Linked DNA regions of Oryctolagus cuniculus: region 1 is linked to region 2. Evidence: chromatin contacts called from public Hi-C data. All regions are on one chromosome and are shown on one strand. The core of a region is the stretch at or near the end of the contact, and the rest is flanking DNA. Distances in the headings are between cores, read along the strand shown.

What was found. A called contact is a pair of places that touch in the nucleus more often than the background predicts.
Region 1: a Hi-C map of skin fibroblasts shows a contact between it and region 2, with 3 times the contacts expected there. The contact joins the promoter of TM6SF1 here to the enhancer-like site in region 2. A contact is called at or near these places in 2 of 6 Hi-C or Micro-C datasets (skin fibroblasts and an unstated tissue).

What each region holds. Positions count from the first base shown.
Region 1 is chr12:101,971,247-101,976,384 of mOryCun1.1, forward strand. It overlaps TM6SF1 (transmembrane 6 superfamily member 1), which reads left to right and starts at 3,283. Exons shown (of 10, transcript XM_051834261.2): 1 at 3,283-3,371.
Region 2 is chr12:101,931,330-101,936,686 of mOryCun1.1, forward strand. LOC138844749 (a long non-coding RNA gene) reads left to right here. Exons shown (of 3, transcript XR_011381064.1): 3 at 485-1,439. Among named protein-coding and RNA genes, the nearest start is that of BTBD1, 9.3 kb to the left of the region's middle. Within about 2 kb of position 3,217, at least 5 of the 8 cell types and tissues checked have an H3K27ac peak or open chromatin away from gene starts, as enhancers often do.

The sequences.
Region 1 (5,138 bases), core at 2,033-4,532, 40 kb after region 2:
GCTCTGCCTTTGACATAAATATCTAAAATAATTTATTTTATTTATGTGAAAGGCAGAGTTATAGAGAAAGAGCAAGCTTTCACCCACTGGTTCTCTTCTCAAATGCCCACAACAATCAGGGCTGGGTCAGGCTGAAGCCGGTAGCCTGGAGCTCCATCTGGGTCTCCCACATGGGTGCAGGGCCCCAAGCACTTGGGCCATCCTCTGCTGCTTTCCCAGGCACATTAGCAGGGAGCTGGATTGGAAGCAGAATAGCAGGGATTTCCTGGTGCTCACGTGGGAAGCTGGCATTGCAGCGGGCAGCTGAACCTGCCACGAGGCCAGTAGCAGAGGGCACGAGTGAAGCCAGTAGGACAGGATGAGGAAGTGTTGAGCGGCGATGTCTAATCCAGAAGCTGCCAGCCACGGTGGCCGTCGAACACTTGCAATGGGAAAGTCTGCATTGAGATAGGCAGAAAACCTAGAATGGAAAAAGGAATAGAAAGCATGTCGATGAGGAGAACGGTACAAGACATACACAGTTTCCTACCTCAGAGAACTTCTATTAGGGTGGGAGGGGCACAGACTAGGAAATAAATGTAGCAGTAGATAGAAGTGCTACAAGGAAAGTAATGGTGCTTCCACCGTGTTTATAGCAGCACTGTTTGCAATGGCCAAAACAGGGAATCAACCAAGGGGAAAGATAAAGAAATATAAAGATATATACCCACTTTTACATATACACAATGTAACATTATTCAGCTATGAAAAAGAATGACATTCTATCATTTGCAGCAAAATGGTTGGAACTGTAGGATATTGTGTTGAGTGAAATAAGCCAGACACAGAAAGACAAATACCACATATTCTCCTTTAGATGTGGGAGCTAAAATTAAAAAAATAAAACTGAACGACCAGCATTGTGGTGTAGCAGGTGGGGCCGCCCCCTGCTGCACTGCCATTCCCATAGGGGCACTGGTTCGAGTCCCAGCTCCTCCTCTTTCAATCCAGCTCCCTGCTAGTGTGCCTGGGAGAGCAGAGGAAGATGACTCAAGTCCTTGTGCCCCTGCATTCATGTGGGAGACCCGGATGAGGCTTCTGGCTTCAGCCTGGCCCAGCCCCAGCCATTGCAGCCATTTGGGGAGTGAACCAGCACATGGAAGATCTCTCTCTCTCTCTCTCTCTCTCTCTCTCTCTCTCTCTCTCTCTTTCTCTCTAACTCTGCCTCACCCTCTCTTTCAAATAAGTACATACATCTTAAAAAATCACAATAAAGAAAGAAATGACTTTGTATATCAATTTTGCTGCAGATACGGTGTACTGTCAAGCTTGCTTTTAAATATTTGTGTAAAAATTGATAGGAATTATATACTGCTGTAGTTTTCATGATTTTGTGACCATTTTAAAATGTGCTCTGTATGAGTGGAGCTGAACGTCTTCGTCTGGTTGTTATTTGTAGCCCTTGCCTGTTTTCCTCCAGAACTAGTCTTTTTACTTTTGTTTGTTGAACACTTTATTTAGTCAGATATTAAGACTTTAAATACAATGTAAATTAAAAATGTTATCTAAAAAATTAAGTTGGAAACAAAAAAGAAAGAAACAGGGGCCAGCGCTGTGGCATGACAGGTAAAGCCACCACCTGTGGTGCTGGCATCCCATATGGGTGCCAGTTCAAGTCCCGGCTGCACCACTTCCAATCCTGCTCCCTGCTAATATGCCTGGGAAAGTATCGGAAGATGGCCCAAATGCTTGGGCCCCTGCACCCACGTGGGAGACCCAGATGAAACTGCTGGCTCCTGGCTTCAGTCTGGCCCAGCCCTGGCCATTGCAGCCATTTGGGGAGTGAACCAGCAGATGGAAGATCTCTCTGTCTCTCCTCTCTAACTCTGCCTTTTATACAAATAAAAATAAATTAAAAAACAGAGGGAGAGAGAGAAAGGAATGGTGCTTGGTGAAGAGGATGGGGAGGTGCAGGAGGTTGGTCAGGTGCAGTGAGGTTGGGGCAGGGAGCCCAGGGTGGAGGCTGGGACATGTCTACTGGGAGGTCGTGTGGACCAGAACCAAGAGGTGGTGCAGAATGGGAGGAGCAAATAGACTTGAGTGACATTTGGAAAGTAACTGTTGTAAGGACAAGAATCTGGGGAGGTGGGGACTGAGGGGGACTCCCCTGTCGCTGGCTTGGGCGGCAGGTGTATGGTGGTGCTGCCGGATGAGTTAAGGCAGGTGGGGGACCCCGTGTTGAGCACAAGGAGGCCCAGGCAGTGATGCCGAGGGAGGAGCCGAGAGCTGGGAAGGATGACGTGGGATCTGCCAGCGTCCACATGGTCAGAAGAACTACGCGTGGACGAGACAAGAAGGAGAAGGTGGCACGTGGGGAGAAAGCTCAGGCCCTGGGGATGCCTGAGCAGGTGTCTGTGGCAGGGATAGGATGCAGAGGGTTCTGGGGGTTCCAGGCACAAAGCAGAGGGAAAAACTGAAACAAGGAGGACTGATGGGGGGGGGCTGGCTTCAGATTAGCAAGAGGGAGGCACAGGGGCTCAGAGATGTCTTCCTCATCGCCTGCAGGGAGGGGTTAAGGAGACCGGTGACCCTCAGCAGTGGTCGTGGAAGAGCGTGATGGGCAGGTCACAGGTGCGGCCACCTCTGGATGAAGCTTTGGCGTCTGGAGCTCAGACGTAGGGAGACCCACCTGCTGAGCCCGGTGGCCCTGGGGCTGTCTGCTTTGTGGCTCATTTCCCCTCATGGCCAACACAAGCCCAGCAGTAAGTCCCCCTGCCCCAAGTACAGACCCGTGCCCCTCTCTTAGGCGCGTCTGAAACTCCCTTCCCCACCCTCCCGCGGCCCCGGGCAGGTCCGGACCCTGGCTGCACCCGGCAGCCACAGCCCCCCCCCCCGCCCCCCCCCAGCAGGAGCTGTGACCGTGACCGCGCTGCGAGGCCCGCCCTGGCCTCCCAGCCTTTGTTCCCCCTCGGGTCCACCGGGCTCCTTTGGTGGCAGCCTGGCCTCCAGCAGCTTCCTGGAATAGAAACCAGCAGAGCCCTACCTACCCCCGCCCCGCAATCGCGCACTGCCCTGGGGGGCAGCTTCATTGCCACCCCCCCCCCCAACCCAGAGACGGGAAGAGCGGGGCAGGGTCCGACTCCAGTGTCCTGCGCAGGGGTGGCCAGCCTGTTTGCTCCCAAGGGCCATTTGGATAATGAGAACATTATCCCGGGCCGTACAAAATCCTCAATTTACAGATTAGCCTGCGGTAGATTCACTGGATTTCGATATCCTAGGCAGCCCCAGGCGCAAGGATTCGGGGCCCTGCGTTCCCTCGCGCTTGCGTGGAGGGGGTGACCACAGGGAAGACACGCACAGAGGTTAAGTCATTTGTCCAAGAGTCACTGCCGGTGAGTGGGCACCCAGGGTTTAAAACCAGGATTCCGATTCTTCGCCCGCTCCTCCCAAGGTCGCCCGAGCGTTGGTCCCGCTGGGGACCCGGTCCCAGGCCCCTCCCGCTCCGACAGCCCCGGGTCCGGCCGCCGCGTGACCGTCAGCTCCGCGGTGCGCCTGGGGCCGCCGTCCCGCCGCGGGCGCGCGCCGGGGGCACCTGTGCCGGGGCGGGGCCGGCGCCAAGGGGCCAGCGGCGAGGCGAGGGCGCCTCCCGGGACTGCACCGCGGCGCTGCTCCGGGCGGCCGGGGACGCGGCGCGGGGCGCGCGGGGCGGGGCGCGGCCGGGGCTCCGAGGGCCGACGCCGCGGGGCGCGGGCGCCGCCGGAAGCGGGCGGGGCGCGGGCGGGATGCGGTGAGGAGCGAGCGGCGCGGCGGCGGCGGCGATGAGTGCTTCGGCGGCCACCGGGGTCTTCGTGCTGTCCCTCTCGGCCATCCCGGTCACCTACGTCTTCAACCACCTGGCGGCCCAGCGCGAGTGAGTGGCGGGCGCCGCGGGGGTCGCGCCCGGGGCCGGCGGGGCGCGGCGGGAGCTCGGGCAACTTTGCGATGGGGCCCCGAGTCCGCCCGCACCGGGACGCAGGGAACCGGGGCCGCCTGGGGGCGCGCGGGCCGGGGTCTACGCCGCCTGCCGGGGGCGGGAGGGGGCGACTGCCGGGTGCCTGCCTCTTGCCTGCCCCGCGCGCGTGGCCGGGTCACGGAGGTCAACGGGGCGATGCCCCTGTCCTTGGGCAGCGCGGTGGGGCGCCGGTGGGGAGCGGACCAACGCGGAGGCGAGGAGCCTGGCCCCGCTGCCAGCCGGCCGCCTCCTCCCCTCCCCATTTCACCGGGAAGTTTCCATGTATGGACTTCCACATACTCACCATTTCTTATTAATTTTAGAAACTACTGTGGCTGACGCGCAGGAGTCGCCCCGAGCCAGCAGGCAGGGCCGTGGGTTCCAGGCCTGGTTTGGGCACTATCGCTGGGGCCTGGCCTCGCTTTTCTCGTCTGCCAAGTGGGCTCTGTTTGCATCCTGTGGTCAGGATGCAGGGAGGCTTGTGTGTGTAGGCGCAGCCGCGAAAGGAGAAGTGGGGACAGGGAGGTGGGTGGGGCCGAAGGAGGGGCCCTGAGCCTGGGTCCGAAGCCCCGCCTGGGGTCTCAGCTCTGCAGGGGCAGCCCAAAGCCCCAGGGGCGCAGAGGGAAAGGGGACAGCTTCAGGGCCTGCCGTGGTGGGGGGAGGCTGGCGGTTGGTGCTAAGGAAATTGCATCAGTCTGCAGGCTGCAGCTGACAGCCGCTGAGTGTCTACAGCAGAGCAGGGACGCCTGTGTGGCGCTGGGGCCACCTTGTCCCCGGAAGCACCTGTACCGGGGGTTCCCTGTGCGCGGGCGGTGCCTGCCCTCCTCCTGCTGCCTCTCCATGCCTCTCCTGTTAAGTGTCTGCCATTGGACTGCCCAAGGGGACCCTGTGCCCCTCAAGTGGCATTATGGGCAGTTCAGTGACTATTTACTGGGTGCCTCCTGTATCCTGGGCTGTTCCAAGTGTGGGGACATAGCCGTGACCAAGCCAGAAAAGGCCGGGGGGGGGGGGGAGCACTGGTGTTCGGCTGAGTGGTGAAGAGCTGTGTCCCACATTGGAACACCTGGGTTTAATTCCTAGCTGCCCCCGACTGCAGCTTCCTGCTAAGGCAGACCCCGGGAGGCAGCAGATGATGGCCCCGGTGATGGGGAGCAGCCTCACATGGGGG
Region 2 (5,357 bases), core at 1,967-4,466:
GTGCAGTTTGGGCTTCGTACTTTTTTCTCCCTCCCTCCCACCTTCCCTCCTTCCTTCTCTTCCTTCCTAAGATTGATTGATTTGAAAGACAGAGTAACAGAGAGAGATGGAGAGAGACAGGGAGAGACAGAGAGAATCTTCCATCTGCTGGTTCACTCCCCAAATGCTTGCAAAAGCCAGGGCTGGGCCAGGCTGAAACCAGGAGCTCAGGATTCTGCATAGATGGCAGGAGACAAAGCACTTGGGCGTTCTGCTGCCTTCCCAGGCGCGTTAGCCTGGAGCTGGATTGAAAGCAGAGTAGCTGAGACTTGAACTACTGCCTTGCTATAGGATGCCAGCGTCATAAACAGAAACTTCCCCCTCTGTGCCACAGTGTTGGCCCCTGGCTTCATATTCTTTCCTGTTTTTTTTTTTATATGAAAATGATTTTGCAATATTGTTTTCTAGAGAGAAAACAGAAAAGTATTTCATGTTTTTCTTTCAGCACAGCCAAAAAGTTTGTCGTCGGTTGTTTATAGAAGTTTCTTCAGCTTCAGCATTGTTGCACATTTTCAGAATTGCTCAGAAGTCTGGGAAGCCCTCCTGATGTTTCTTCTGTGTGTGAGCTGTAACAAACATTTACAGTCCTGCTAGAGTTTGTGCCCTGTGAATGCAGGCATTTTGAACAATTCAGTTTTGTGTATCACAAAAGGGTATGATTATCTGGCATTGTAATCAATGAATTATTGAGACTATTCCTGGGGTGGACATTTGACATAGCGGTTAAGATGCCCATGTCTCGGGGCCCGCACCGTGGCTCACTTGGCTAATCCTCTGCCTGTGGTGCCGGCATTCCATAGGTGTCAGGTTCTAGTCCCGGTTGCTGCTCTTCCAGTCCAGCTCTCTGCTGTGGCCCGGGAGGGCAGTGGAGGATGGCCCAATGCTTGGGCCCCTGTGCCCGCGTGAGAGACCAGGAAGAAGCACCTGGCTCCTGGCTTCAGATCAGTGCAGCGCCGGCCATAGTGGCCATTTTGGGTGTAAACCAACGGCAAAGGGAGACCTTTCTCTCTGTCTCTCTCTCTTACTGTCTAACTCAACCTGTCAAAAAAAAAAAAATGCTTATGTTTCATGGGCTGGCACTGTGGTGCAGCAGGTTAAAACCCTGGCCTGAAGTGCTAGCATCCCATATAGGCGCTGGTTCTAGTCCTGGCTGCTCCTCTTCCAATCCAGCTCTCTGCTATGGCCTGGGAAAGCAGTAAAAGATGGCCCAAGTCCTTGGGCCCCTGCACCTGTGTGAGAGACCCAGAGGAAGCTCCTGGCTCCTGGCTTTGGTTTGGTCCATCTCCAGCTGTTGTGGCCATTTCGGGAGTGAACCAGCAGATGGAAGACCTCTCTCTCTGTCTCTACCTCTCTCTGTAACTCTGTCTTTCAAATAAATAAAATAAATCTTTAAAAAAAAAGATGTCCACATCCCATATTGGAGTAACTAGCTCCAGCTTCCTGCCAATGGAGTAACTGAGTCCTTGGCCCCCACTGGGGAGACCTGGATGGAGTACCTGGCTCCTGGGCTTTTGGGACATGAACCAGCGAATGGGAGCTCTCCCTGTCTCTCAAGTTAAAAACAGATTTTGAGAAAAGAATATTCCTAATGGAGAGAAGCCATCTTTTTCTGACTGTTAATAAGAACCAGATCATCTATTTATAAATTTAAATCCTGATGGACTGGAAGAATGTTCCGCAGACTAGCTTCCGGTGCTATATCCCTTTTTACCCTTGTTTTTCCCCACTGCTGACGCACGTCTGGAGCTGGTTCCCTGAATCTGTCAGTTCTGTTGTAAGAGTTCTGGCCCCGAACCTTTGTGTCTCGATGCCTGCTGTCGGCACAGTAAGAGATAGGAATATTCTGGAAGCGCCTCCAACAGTGTCATCCAGCACACGTGCCTGCTAACCACATAGTGATATCCTGTAAACCTCACTCACTCTGTCCCTGACTCAGCTCTTCCCTGTTGCCAGAGAACTCACACCGATGACACGAGGGAATTGGGACGGGTGATTTGCCAGAAGCAGCCACCTTAACCGACGACTGTTAAAAACACCTTATTTTGTGAACCTCAGAAAGGTGTGACAGTGGTGTGCATAGAGTGCTGGCGACCTCCCAGGGTCGTAGGAGAGGCCAGAGCAGGTCAGTCTGCTGAAGTGAGGACTGACTGGCGTAGCTTGCAGAAAGCATTTGGACCAGGAAGTGCTTCACAGATGTTACCTATCACGTACCACTGATATGGGGACAGACAGACGGTATCCACAGAAGACCAGGAAGTCTGGGAACACATCCCATGACAGACAGACAGACAGGTCGTGAAGACAATGTCTCATACTCATCAGTAAGATATGGAGTTCTTCAGCAGAGGCACTGGTGTAACGTTATCTCAATTTATTGGAGGTAGATTATATTTCATTCCTTACACCGAAATATAAGCCTGAAAGAATAAAGCTATCTATTGAAGAAGATGGTGAAAAAAAAAAAAACAAAAACAAAAACAAGAAACTAGAATAGAACCAGAATAAAACATGAGTGAAAAGCACCTGGTTTTGAAGTGGAAAATTTTCTAAACACAACACCAAACTAAATCCATAAAATAAAAACAATGGTTAAAGTTCTGTCCATCTAAAAATAAAGCATAGTAAAATTCAAAATAAGCAGACTGAGAAGAATGTTTGCATGATTTATAACAAGTGATATCCTTGCTAGATAAAGAGCTTTTACAAATCAACAAGACAGAACCATCCGACCTCTCCCCTCTCCATGTCCCCCCCCGATGGATGAAGGACACAAGCAGAATGCATTGAAGTATAACCGATCTGAAGAGTGATTCAGAAAGGCATGTCCACAGTTCTTGCTTTAAAAGCAGGAATCTTCACGTGCCAACAACACGTGACATGGGAAGATGTCCCAGGGAGCAGTTCAGCAGATCAACAAAGTGGTGCAATCACTTTTACTGTTGCCTGCTGCCGGCCAAAGAGAAAGGCCTCAGTCTTTTGGTAAAATTCCATTGTTACATAATGAGGTGTAGTTGGTCTGTGACTAGCTACTTGAAATATGTTTCCTACCGCGGAGAACTACATATATTTTACAGGGGTATGCTTTTATTTAAAAAAAAACAAAAACGGCTGCATGTGTTCACCATTTAGCCTGTAGCTTTATCTCCATTTTCCAAATTCCAGCATGCAAAGATCCATGTGTGGAGGTTCTGGACTTCCTGTTTTGAGACCCAGATAAACTCTGGCTGAGGAATGGGGGTTACAGAGGGAGTGAGATGTTCCAGCTAAAAACACGAATGGGCTGATAAACTCGAGACTTAGGAGCTGCAGTTCCTTTTTTTTCTTCTCTCTGGCATCTCTCCCCATCTTCTGAGAGTGCCTCGGGCTTAGACAGTGAAACGATCCATCGCCAGTGTCATTTTGTGCTGAAGTTCCAAAATAGGAATTTTTGTATGTTCTTCCATATTGTAACTTGAAATCCTCTCTCCCCTTGTACCAACTTGTGAAAAGAGCAGGTTACTAATATATATATATATATATATATATATATATATATAAAGATTTATTTGTTTGTTTGAAAGTCAGAGTTACAGAGAGAGAAAAAACAGAGAGTGATATTTCATCTGCTGGTTTACTCCCCCTAGATGGCTGCAATGGTTTTGGCTAGGCCAGGCCGAAGCCAGGGGCCAGGAGCTTCATCCGAGTCTCCCACGTGTGAAGCAGGGGCCCATGTATTTGGGCCATCTTGTGATGCCTTTCCAAGGCCATTAGCAGGGAGCTGGATAGGAAATGGAGCAGCCGGGACACAAACAGGAGCCCATATGGGATGCCGGTGTCGCGGGCAGTGGCTTTTCCCACCATGCCATGATGCTGGCCCCGAGAAAGAGGTTGTTCTTTTTTTTTTTTTAAAGTAAAAATATTGTGAAATCTGAGTACATTAAAAATATATTTTATCCACTTGAAAGCCAGAGTGGCAGAGACAGAGACAGAGAACGATCTTCCGTCTGCTGGTTCACTCCCTAAATGCCCACAACAGCCAGGGCTGGGTCAAGCCAAAGCCAGGAGTCTAGAACTCCATGCAGGTCTCCCAAGTGGATGGCAAGGGCCCAAGAACTTGGGCTGTCATCTGCCGCCTCCCAGGGCGTTCATCAGCGGGAAGCTGGATCAGAAGTGGAGAATCTGCCCTCAGGTACAGAATGTGGGCATCTCAAGCGCAGCTTAACCCCCTGTACCGCAAGATGGTAAGAATTTTGCACTAACTTCCTGCTGAGCATTGGCCAGGACACTAGGCGTGTCTATGCCATAAGTTCAACGGATCTCCCTGACTGCCTCTGGAATGCTCCCAGACAAGTTCCATTTGACTCCATGCAATGGAATTCAGCTTAACTCTGCAGGGCACCGGCAGTGCGATCGCAAAGATGAGCAGGACACAGCATTGCCCGAGGAAGCTTCTGATTTAGTAGGAGGAGGAAGCCTTGTGCAGCTGGAAATAAAACGCCGTTCGCTCTCTTATCCGTACCGATACTGGATTTCTTCCCGGAGCAGCAGCACAGGCAAGGTGCCATGCGCTCGCCTACATCCAGCTTGCTCGTGGAGCTCTCCTCTCTGCGCTCGTCACTGCTTTCTGGAACACAGCCCAGGAAAGTAATATATGTCACCATGTGCGCTGGTTTATAATTAGAACAAATGGGAGCACTTCGCAGAGAAAGACCCATCGGCAAGAAAGATGTTTCGTGAAACCCCAGAAAAGGCAATCCAGAAGAGGGGAGGAGGAAGAGCTCCAGTTGGGAAAATAATGCAATAAGCAAGAGAGAGAAGACATGTAAAAAGCGTCAGAGGCTATTACGATGCCCTTAGGATTTTGATATTTCAGGGAGTGTGTAAAAATACAGCCCTATTGGGTTACTCTCTCTTTGAAAGGATGAGTATTGTAAGTATAAATAGAAGCCATGGTCAAGGAGCCCAACGCAGAAAACGGCTCCCAGATCCGACAGAGACTCCTAACCTTGGGCAGACCTCAAGGACACCTGCCACCCAGTTTGAACCCCAGGGAAGGCAGCGGTAAAGTGAGAAGGGCCCAAGATTGTCCTTCCTACATGAGAGCACGTCAAAAAGATCACGGAACCGGGCCAGTGACCTGGACATCCAGCATTGGAGCACTGGTTCTTGTCCTGGCTGCCCCACTTCCAATTCAGCTCCCTATTAATATGCCTGGGAAGGCAGCAGAAGGTGGCCTAAATACTTGGTCCCCTGCCACCCATGAGGGAGACCTGGATGGAGTTCCTGGCTCCTGGCTCTGTGGCTGGGTCCAGGCTTGTCTGTTGCAGGCATTTGGGGAA